Linked DNA regions of Danio rerio: regions 1 and 2 are each linked to region 3. A link is a contact called in public HiCAR-type and HiChIP or PLAC-seq data. All regions are on one chromosome and are shown on one strand. Each heading gives the region's core, a stretch centred on a gene start, on an enhancer-like site or on the middle of the called end of the contact. The rest is flanking DNA. Distances are from core to core; before and after follow the strand shown.

The links. HiCAR-type assays count read pairs that join an accessible place to other places. HiChIP or PLAC-seq counts read pairs in DNA pulled down with a chosen protein or histone mark.
Region 1: a contact with region 3 is called in an H3K4me3 HiChIP or PLAC-seq map of gastrula embryo, with 4 times the contacts expected there. The contact joins the promoter of dhrs3a here to the promoter of lrrc38a in region 3. A contact is called at or near these places in 2 of 4 datasets of contacts at active chromatin or transcription factors (embryo and gastrula embryo).
Region 2: a HiCAR-type map of caudal fin shows a contact between it and region 3, with 4 times the contacts expected there. The contact joins the promoter of ephb2a here to the promoter of lrrc38a in region 3. A contact is called at or near these places in 5 of 18 Hi-C or Micro-C datasets (caudal fin, embryo, hematopoietic stem cells and 2 more) and 1 of 4 datasets of contacts at active chromatin or transcription factors (caudal fin).

Annotation. Positions count from the first base shown.
Region 1 is chr23:24,573,454-24,576,725 of GRCz12tu, forward strand. dhrs3a (dehydrogenase/reductase (SDR family) member 3a) reads left to right here and starts at 1,508. Exons shown (of 6, transcript NM_001003477.1): 1 at 1,508-1,877. The coding sequence starts at 1,683. All of the region lies in intron 1 of LOC141380488 (a long non-coding RNA gene), which reads right to left.
Region 2 is chr23:24,859,340-24,862,681 of GRCz12tu, forward strand. ephb2a (eph receptor B2a) reads right to left here and starts at 1,934. Exons shown (of 16, transcript XM_021469950.3): 1 at 1,779-1,934. The coding sequence starts at 1,878.
Region 3 is chr23:24,711,810-24,714,944 of GRCz12tu, forward strand. It overlaps lrrc38a (leucine rich repeat containing 38a), which reads right to left and starts at 1,256. Exons shown (of 3, transcript XM_691249.9): 1 at 1,094-1,256; 2 at 1-867. The coding sequence starts at 44.

The DNA of each region.
Region 1 (3,272 bases), core at 258-2,757, 140 kb before region 3:
ATGAAAATTCTGGTCAAACACCCAGTAAATACACGTATAACATTCCCCTAACTTAATTTGTTTTTTAAAGAACCAAAAGAAAATCAGTAACACTTTACAATAACAGTACATGAATAAAGGTGTGTTAATATGTAAACTAAATATTACTTTATTATGAATTAAAGATGAGTTAAGGCGTGCACTAATCGGAAACTAACTTTAACTACAATGTGAGTCACATTAGTTCATGTGTAAATTATGTCACCTTAATTACTTGTTAGTACATGATGTTAATTAATGTTAATTAACATTTAAGTTTAAGCTAAATGTAACCAACACGACACATAAGCTGTTAATGTATAATTATATCACATCACGACTTTACTTGGAGGGGCAGATCATCAATAACTCATCCTTAGCTACTCATAAACTCCTGTGTTTAATCTTTTTGATGTTGACAGAACACTTTTCCATTGTTATCCAGTGTAAACACACTGGACGGATGTGCATAAGGAGTTCGTGAGTAGTTAAGAATGGGTTAATGATGATGTACCCCTCCAAGAAAAGTCATGACAATTATATATTAACATGTCATGCGTTCATGATGGTTAAATTAAGCATAAACTAATGTGGTAATTAATACATTAATTAAAAAAACAATCATGTACTAAAAAGTAATTAAGATAGCCATTATTCACAGATGACCTCATGTGACTCATGTGTTGTAGTTAAAGTTAGTTCACGGTTAGCGCATACATTAACTCATCATTAGTTCATAATAAAGTAATGTTTAGTTTACATATTAACACATGATTCGTCATGTACTGTTATTGTAAAGTGTTACCAGAAAATCTCTAAATTCTTTTAGGTTTTATTGTTTTGCAACCGAAAACATTCTGTGAACAAAATAAAAATTATTAGGAAATTTATGTAAAGAATAGAACTAGCTTTTTGTTTTTTATACCGTGGAAATCGGTGAGGACCTGGAACTGCATAATTAAAATATATTTTGTATTAATTCAGCTGATGAATAGAAGCAACTTGAGGGTGAGTGAATGATAAGAATTTCATTTTCCATTGAATATCCTTTTAAGTGCACTTCACTTTTTCAGAGCAAGTCCGTGTGGAACATCAAATTGCAGAGATGTGCTAAATGAATGCGGCGTTGCCGGTGCTCGAAAAAGTTGGGTGACAAAATACATGCACATTACTAATGAGACCCCCAACAGTGTTCACGATGATGAGTTCCTTTAAGTCTTTAACGCTGATCAGCATGACTTCACATATAATGAGAGGATAACAGTGCAGCATAAATTATGAATAAATGTTTCACCAATTGTCTCTCAATTTACTAACGACACTTGCAAAAGTCCCGTCCCGCCTCTTGAAATAAAGCGCACGGAGACACGATGTTCTAAAACCATTCTCCTAAAGAGAGAGAGAGAGTGTGTGTGGTTGAGAGAGAGAGAGGGGGGGAGACGTCTTGTGTGACAGTTGTTCACTCGCAGATTTTGTAGGTAAGACACTTGGCACACTGATGGACCTCTGTTAGACTCTAAACTTCTAGGACGAGGAAAGCAGGACTCGTTTCCAGTTTCTCCAGCGTGCCTTATGACAACTGACAAGTTACACACACTCTCCCTACTCACGAGCTGCTTTATTCCTCAAACTCGATAGAAAGCCTGAACTGTCTGAAAACCATGATGGAGATGAAGGTGTTGGGCTGCGCGTTGCTTTTCCCCTTCCAGATTGTCTTCAGCATTTTGAAGGCGACCGTGCGCTTCTTCACGCGCCAGAAGCGCAGAGATCTGGGCACTGACGTGGTGCTCATCACTGGAGGTGGAAGAGGAATCGGCCGTCACCTGGCCAAAGAATTTGCCAAGCAAGGAGCGAGAAAGGTAAAGTTATACCTCGTGCATGAGTGGTGTTATATTATGCCATTCTTTACGATGTTTTGCCACTTGTAGTTTAGCTGTTGTGTCAATCACATTATAAATTAGCCCTTTGCTCACACTTGTAAGGAATTTGCCTGTTGAACGTGTTCATAAATATTTAATGCAGCAATTATTTCAAATGATCGCGTAAGTGTCAGTGCGCAGTGAGAGGTTTGGACTCGCGCAGCGCAACTTGTAATTTGGCGCCACTATAACGCGGATAGCTTGACATAACGTTTGTCTAACAAACGTTTATATAAGTGTGTGTGTTAAATTTGTAAAACTATAGGTGAATAATACACAACGAAGCTATTTGTCTTTTATTTAACTATGTTAGTTGAAAGCGCGTGCCTACCTGCTCTGACGAACGCGACTAGAGTTTGACGACAGGTGAAAATAAGCGCTTGTTTTAATATTCTGCACTGAAATGTTCACAAGTGCCGATACATTACGTGACAGTTCGCAAATATGAAAATTGTGATTGATCAAATATAAATCAGTGGCTAAATATAAATAAATAAATAAATTCAACACAAAATTAATACCCAAGGCTCCTAATGAGATCTTTTGAAACAATTAGTGTGTGAGAAACAGAACATTATTACTTTTAACTTTTATCAGCTCACGTATGAGTTTACCAGCACATGCTGAGGTTGCACTCAAGCGTTTTGGAGACCATTTGTGGATGCTGAGGATTTAAGGGAACAATGCAAATAATGGTCAGTTTTATGCACAGACCAATACTTTTCTTTGTAAGACATCCGTGTATCATCAAGAGCCATGAGTTTAATTTAGTTTGGCTGAATGTATTTTCTTTTTTTTTTTGACTCTCAAAATGCCAGTGACCATTGACTTGCATTTTATGAATCACTAAGGAGCAGTTTCAGCACCTGTTCTACTAATGAAAAAAGCCATATATCCTGGAAGGCCTAAGGGTGAATAGCCTACAAAAAACAGCAAATTGTTAGGGTAACTGTCCATTTAAGTGACAAACTGTGAGCTACACGGCATTATTAATGGGTTTATTGTTTCTGCATTACTAACAATTGTGTTTATCTGAATTATTCACATAGCAGTAAACACACCTTTTCAGCTATGTAAATACACTTTGAAACGGTCCAGTGTAGTCAACAGAAGGTACAGTGACCTGTCGCTGCCCTCATCTGAAGCCTTGAGCTCTGTTTCATATTCCTCCAGCACACAAACACAGGTGTTTCCTAAGCTTTTATGTCTTTACAAATGCCCAACAATGGGCCGCTGACAGGCAAGGCTGTTTTGTTGAACTCAAATCATGTGTGACTCTTTAACCTTCCAGGGAAGTTCATATACTTCCCTACTCTGAGTGAGGCATCCAGGATG
Region 2 (3,342 bases), core at 684-3,183, 150 kb after region 3:
AATGTATTTTATTACAATAAGGTAGTTATTTATTTATCGTAATACAATATTTATTTTATGAATTACATTATTTTTATTTACATTAAAATTTCCACAGACCCCATAGTACTTCTTTGCAGTGCCCAATATAAACCCCAGTATAAAATTCCAGTTTTATATTATCACAACATTCTTTACTAGACATGGCATGATAACCGGTTTCGACGTTTACCACGATTTTGAAAAGTCAAGGTTTTAAAACTCTTATACAGTTCCTAAGGTATGTGAAAGTTTTTTATGTTTTTTTATGTGTTGTAAAGAAATGTGTTTTTGAAACTAATGAAGAGTACAGAAGTCAACAATTTATTAAAATTATTTAGCCTGACATTTTTACAGCTCCAAAATGTTAAAAATGTTTCCTAAAATAAAATATATCGTGTTTAATTGGAAAAAAGTTGTTGTTTTTACACAGATATTTAAAAAGAACAACATTTAGAGCAGTAAAAACAATACTGCGAACCCATGATATTTTTATCCAAGGTTATCCTACAGTTAGAAACTTATACCGGCCCATGTCTGTTCTTCACACTAAATTAATAGATTTAATTATATCGCTATGGGAAAACATGAAAACTGTTAATCATGAACACGCATAGCAAAGAATAAGATGACGGCATTACCAATAAAATCATGCTTAAAAGAAATAAGTAAATATTGCCATGTTTGCCCTCTCATTTCTTGTAGCAACAGGTCCATCACCTCAACGATGACCAACTCTAGTATGTAATGGGAACTTCTAGAGCCACTCTGATTCATCCTATATACAGTATAATGAAGTAATTGACTTATAAATTCTCAGAGGATGTTATTTTTTAACTTATATTAAAAGCAATAAGAATTAATTATCTTGGAGTTTAAAAAATGATTAAGTCTCTTGAATGATGAGGTGCAGATGCAGATCTACAGCTGAGGATTTGAGACAATGGCCCACGTGTAATAACAGACCGTTAGATGATAGACAAAAAAATGTACCATGAAAGTATTTTAAGATTATTTAAAAAAATATTGTATTATTCAAAGTTATTCTACAGCCTTCAAAATCTAACTAGACACCTATTTGCAATGGCAATTGCCATATAAAATACCCCCACTGACGTCTATGCACTTGGGAGGTCACTGGGTTTATGTCTATGTTTTAACTCAACTGTACTGAAGATGTACCATTCTGTGAGACAGAAAGAGACGTGATAATGCTGCTTGAACAGACATCATTTTTTACACCCATGTGCAAATCAGTGTCTTGCTTTCTTCTGTGGAACACAAAAGATAATAGCATAAGCCTCAGTCACCATTCACTTTCATTGTGGAAAAAGTGCAATAAAGGTGAATGGAACTGACTGGCTAACATCTTTTGTGTTACACAGAAAAAAATCCATACATCTTTGGAATATATTCTAAATAAATAGAGACAGAATTTTTATTTTTACATTAACATTTAAACTTTTGCTATAAATGAACATTGTTGTGCTGATTGTATAGACAACGTTTAACCAAGGGAAACCATATCAACTCATTTTTATCCACAGACAGTTGCAGTGCACCTGTTTTCGGTCCACTTTAATGGAAACGAAAGCCTTTAACTTAAAATAATATGACGGGACTGTACAACAATATTATTCGCGGCTTTTACATATATTCATCATCCTGTTTTGATTTATATCATCATTGACACGAAGCGGTAAAAGTACAGTAACAGACATTTGAAAACACGCACGCTTGACACAGACACATGCTCTTACCTTCAACAGCCCACACAAGCCGTATTATCCACAACAAACGAATTATATCCATAATTGCCGTAAATTTAGGCATTTGACTGTAAAGACCCAGAATATTCATTGAAAACTTGTCCGGCGGGCCATCTGTGAACACACTATGATCACAAGCACTCGAATAAACCCCATCGGACTGGAAGAACTAAAGCAAGTTTGGACGAAACCAATGAAACGCAGACGAGGGGGCGGGAATGTGAGTATGACAATGATGCTCAAACACTAGTGTCTGCAAGATTATTATATTATATTATATTATATTATATTATATTATATTATATTATATTATATTATATTATATTATATTATATTATATTATATTATATTATATTATATTATATTATTATGCCTATTTACTTAAATTTAATATAAATAATTTAATCAATAGCAATACTTAAAATGAAACAATTTAACACAAATAGTTTAACAATAAAAAAACAAAGTTCTGTCATAATTTTATTTAATTATTATTAATAAAATATATTTTTAATCTACGTTAATATTCATGATTTCTCTAATATGCAATGATATACTGATTTAGGCAATCCTACAAATAAATGAAGGCACTTTAATTAAAGTAGCCTAAAACATATTTATTTAGAAATGTTATTTTAATAAAATAGTCGAACAATGGTCACAGACGAAAATAGAATATATTATTTACTTAATTATTTGTCTGTTACTCACTTGTTATTACTAATATATCATTATTATTTATTCAAGTCATTTATTATTTATTACAATTTTTTAATGTTTACTTCGGGCATATTTACTATACAAGACATCAAACATTAGACGACTCTATTTAAGGATCATAGTGATCACAGCCCCCAAAATACTCATTTAAATCTTTGTTTTTTAACATTAACCTTCAAACCAGCTATTAACAATTTGTCAGCAAGACGTTTATAATAATTTTAAATAAAATTTAGTATGATAATCTTTGATATATTTTAATATCAGAATAAGTAGCCTATGTTATTTAATTATTATTATAGCTGAAGTCAGAATTATTAGCCCCCCTTTGAATTTTTATTTCTTTTTAAAATATTTCCAAAATGATGTTTAACAGAGCAGGGAAATTTTGACAGTATGTCTGAATATTTGTTCTTCTGGAGAAAGTCTTATTTGTTTTATTTTGGGTGGAATAAAAGTAGATTTACTTTTTAAAACCATTTTAAAGTAAAAATTATTAGCCCCTTTAAGCTATATTTGTTTTCGAGAGTCTACAGAACAAACCATCGTTATACAATAACTTGCCTAATAACCCCATGCCCAATTAACCTAATGAACTTAGTTAAACCGTTAAATGTCACTTCAAGTTGTATAGAAGTGTCTTGAAAAATATCTAGTCAAATATTATTTACTGTCATCATGGCAAAGATAAAATAAATCAGTTATTAGAAATGATAAACTATTATGTTCAGAAATGTGTTGAAACAATCTCTCCTTTAAACAGAAATTGGGGAAAAAAATAAACAGGGGGGGTAATAATTCTGACTTCAACTGTGATTTTGTTAGATTGAATGAA
Region 3 (3,135 bases), core at 6-2,505:
AGCAAGGCAAGGAAAGGCTGAAGCCAGCGTACACATGAGAACATTGTCAAGAGGGTGCGAGGTGAAGGGGAGGTTTGGGGGGGATTAAGAGAGGGAGGTTTGGAGAAGGGTAAAGGAGAGGGGATGGGGTAAAAGGTCAGGGGGTGAGATACTAGGAAAGGGGACAGGGGTGCATCTGGAGATGACTAGAGTCAGGTTTGTCGTGAAGGCATCTTTCCTTGTCTCCTAGATTGCAATCTACAAAGGCTCGTGCAGCGAAAAGCAGCTACAAAAACACGGAGCTCTATTTTCCAGGAGATCATGTAGCAGGCAGTGTGGGTCGTGTGGCAAGCCGCTAGCTCTGAGCATGAAAGGGGAGGAGAGACAGCAATCGAGAGAATGTGGGGAAGGGAGAGAGAGAGAGAGAGAGTGAGAGAGACGGCTATGTGAGGGATTAGTAGAGGTAAACAGAGACGAGTGAACCACAGACTGGGAAGCGCTGGGGGCACCGAGAGGGGAGGGCAGTGTGACGTTAGAAGGGGAGGTGTAGCCCACTCGGTTAACCCACGGTTGAAAGGGAATTCTGGATTTTTTCACAATTAAATGTGTACCATGTAAGGATCCTTATCTTGGTCCAAACGTTTCTGCTCTTGAATAGGTGCAAGTCGTAACGTGGTGCTAATAGCACATTTGACCCAAGGCTGTAGTTGCAATTCTGAATGAATGAATAATGACTTGTTGGCAATAGTATTGACATCTCATGACATTCGGTTTCTTTTTGTTGTCCTTCAATTCAGTCACGTAGTGTCTGATTTTATATTATGGCTCCATTGCCATGGTGATGCATGTGACGATTAACATGGTGCTGTGTGCATGCAGATTACTGCCCTGAAAGTGAGAGATGGTGACTGTGAATAACTGTGTGAACCTCAGTGGAGAGGATTATTGCTGTCTATTGCATGCCACAGTACGAATCAAATATTGCACGCAAAACCTTCCCACCTCATCACAGCTAAACATTTCAATCGTGCTTGTTTATATTCTAAATGTAACAGCTGTCCCCAAAAATCTGTCTACATGCATCGTGAGGAATACAAAAAGGTTATGACAGTACCTCTTCTCTAGTGCGTCCATGAAAGCAGTCATTACTCATCTCTTTTCCAGCTGTTGTTGTTTATTTTTGTCGCTGTGTTCCGAATTCATGTTTACTCCTGTGCTGCTGTAAATCTCCAGGCAAACAGAACACATGCTGTGACCACAGACAGCTTTCCTCTTACATCACATGCACTGGAGAATGGCATGGCACTGCCCGGTGGAATTACACAATACTCCCATAGGTCAAATCCTAACCTTGACCTTTCTGGCAGGCATCACCAACAACAGAAAAAAAGAGACTTGCCTTTGACCTTTTCATGAGGCACATCTTTGAAAAACTTGTGTGAAAAGTAACTTCCCCTAGTGTCCCTGTAAAAGAAAGAAATGTCAAGTTCATTAGTGCAAAGAAAGAGGTAGGTACAGGATATCTTCTCAGTAGGGAATTTGACAGTGTCGGAAGTGCTGTGCAGATTTTCTATTAACAATTAAAGTCTGGCACATGAATTAATGATAAATATCATGAGCAGCACACTGTTTGACACAGTTGAGTAATCAATGGGACACAACAAGAAAGGTCACAAACAAAAGATAATGCTACTTACTGGGATCTAAATGTAGTTTGCATGCAAGAAAATAAAAGGATGGTAATCTGTGTGCCCTGCTTTGGAGGACATGAGTTGATTCCATGTCTTTTCACGGAACCATGTCAAGGAAGGTGTATGATGAGGCTTAGTGGAGCCTAGATTCTCTCACCAGGGTCTTTAAAACAGAAACATGAGATAATCCCATATACACATTTGAACACAGCCAGAAGTCTGCATGTCAGCCCCTCTCAAAAAAATAGAGCACCTGTCAGCCTCAACTGAGGACATGGTGACACACTTTTCTTCCAGGTGCATTCTAGGCCCTCATTCTAGATGATCCTCACCAACATGCCCAAGAGCAAGAGACTGTCACCTCTGTGAACCTATGCAATCCTGAGACAACTGGCGACAAAATAAATAGTTTGAGTTGGGGAAAAAAAGCACAGATAGTCACAAAATATGAATGTCTCGGAAACTAGGACACCCACTTGAATGCACAGCGTCGAAGTCCTAACTACATGGGATCAAGGAAACTGGGCCAAGTCATTAAAGCATTTTCAATCACAACAGTACTGGCAAATTGCATTCATGTAGATTTAAGCATACAGTAGTATAGGTAGAATAACATGGCAACGTATTAATACAGATTATAGGATTACTGGATTAATAATTCATTGTAGTTTTGGTGTGGTTTGTTGTGTTGCTAATTCCACTGGGATTAAACAGACACTGTTGTCCACCACAGCCAATGAACTGATGCTACAGTTATCAGATGGGCTTGACAGAGTTCGATCGTATTTCAAAGGTTAGCTGTTGATGCTACTTTACTTGACCTCGATTTGTCATGACCTCCTGGACAAAACTGGTGTACTCCAAGCCACCTAAAAGTATCCAGAACACTCTGCGCACTGATATTTATCATATAGTCACCTGCAAAAAGAAATTAATGTACAGTGAAAAGTACAACTAGTGGCACAGACAAAACCATCTGGTCAGAATTTGTACTCTACACAGTAGTACCCCAAATCACAGCCAAAAGCTTTCTAATCATTCTAACAGCTGGAGAAGCTGATTCCCCATCCACCACTTTTACACAGCTCACTAATTTGTTTGGTGTCCGGTTGACAGTGGAGGATGTCATCAAAACAAGACTAGGCTGAATAGATGGCAAGAGCGAGGCTTAAGTCTTCAGTTACGTTGGCAGCGCAGGTCAAATGGCTTTAGGGGGGAGTTATAGGCATTTCAAGAAACCTGATGATCACTGTAAGGAAGAGATCATAGTTATATGTAGGGATCAGTGTTACATTAAAGCATGTGACAGGTAATAAATAAAAAAATAACGTCAGAAAATACAATTCTCGTTTTGCAGCTTTTTGCTCCCTCTTGTGGTCTGGATCAGTACAGCATTTACAAACAAAATCTTTTAGACAAGAGGAATAAATAAACACATATGACATGATCCATGACACTGACCCTT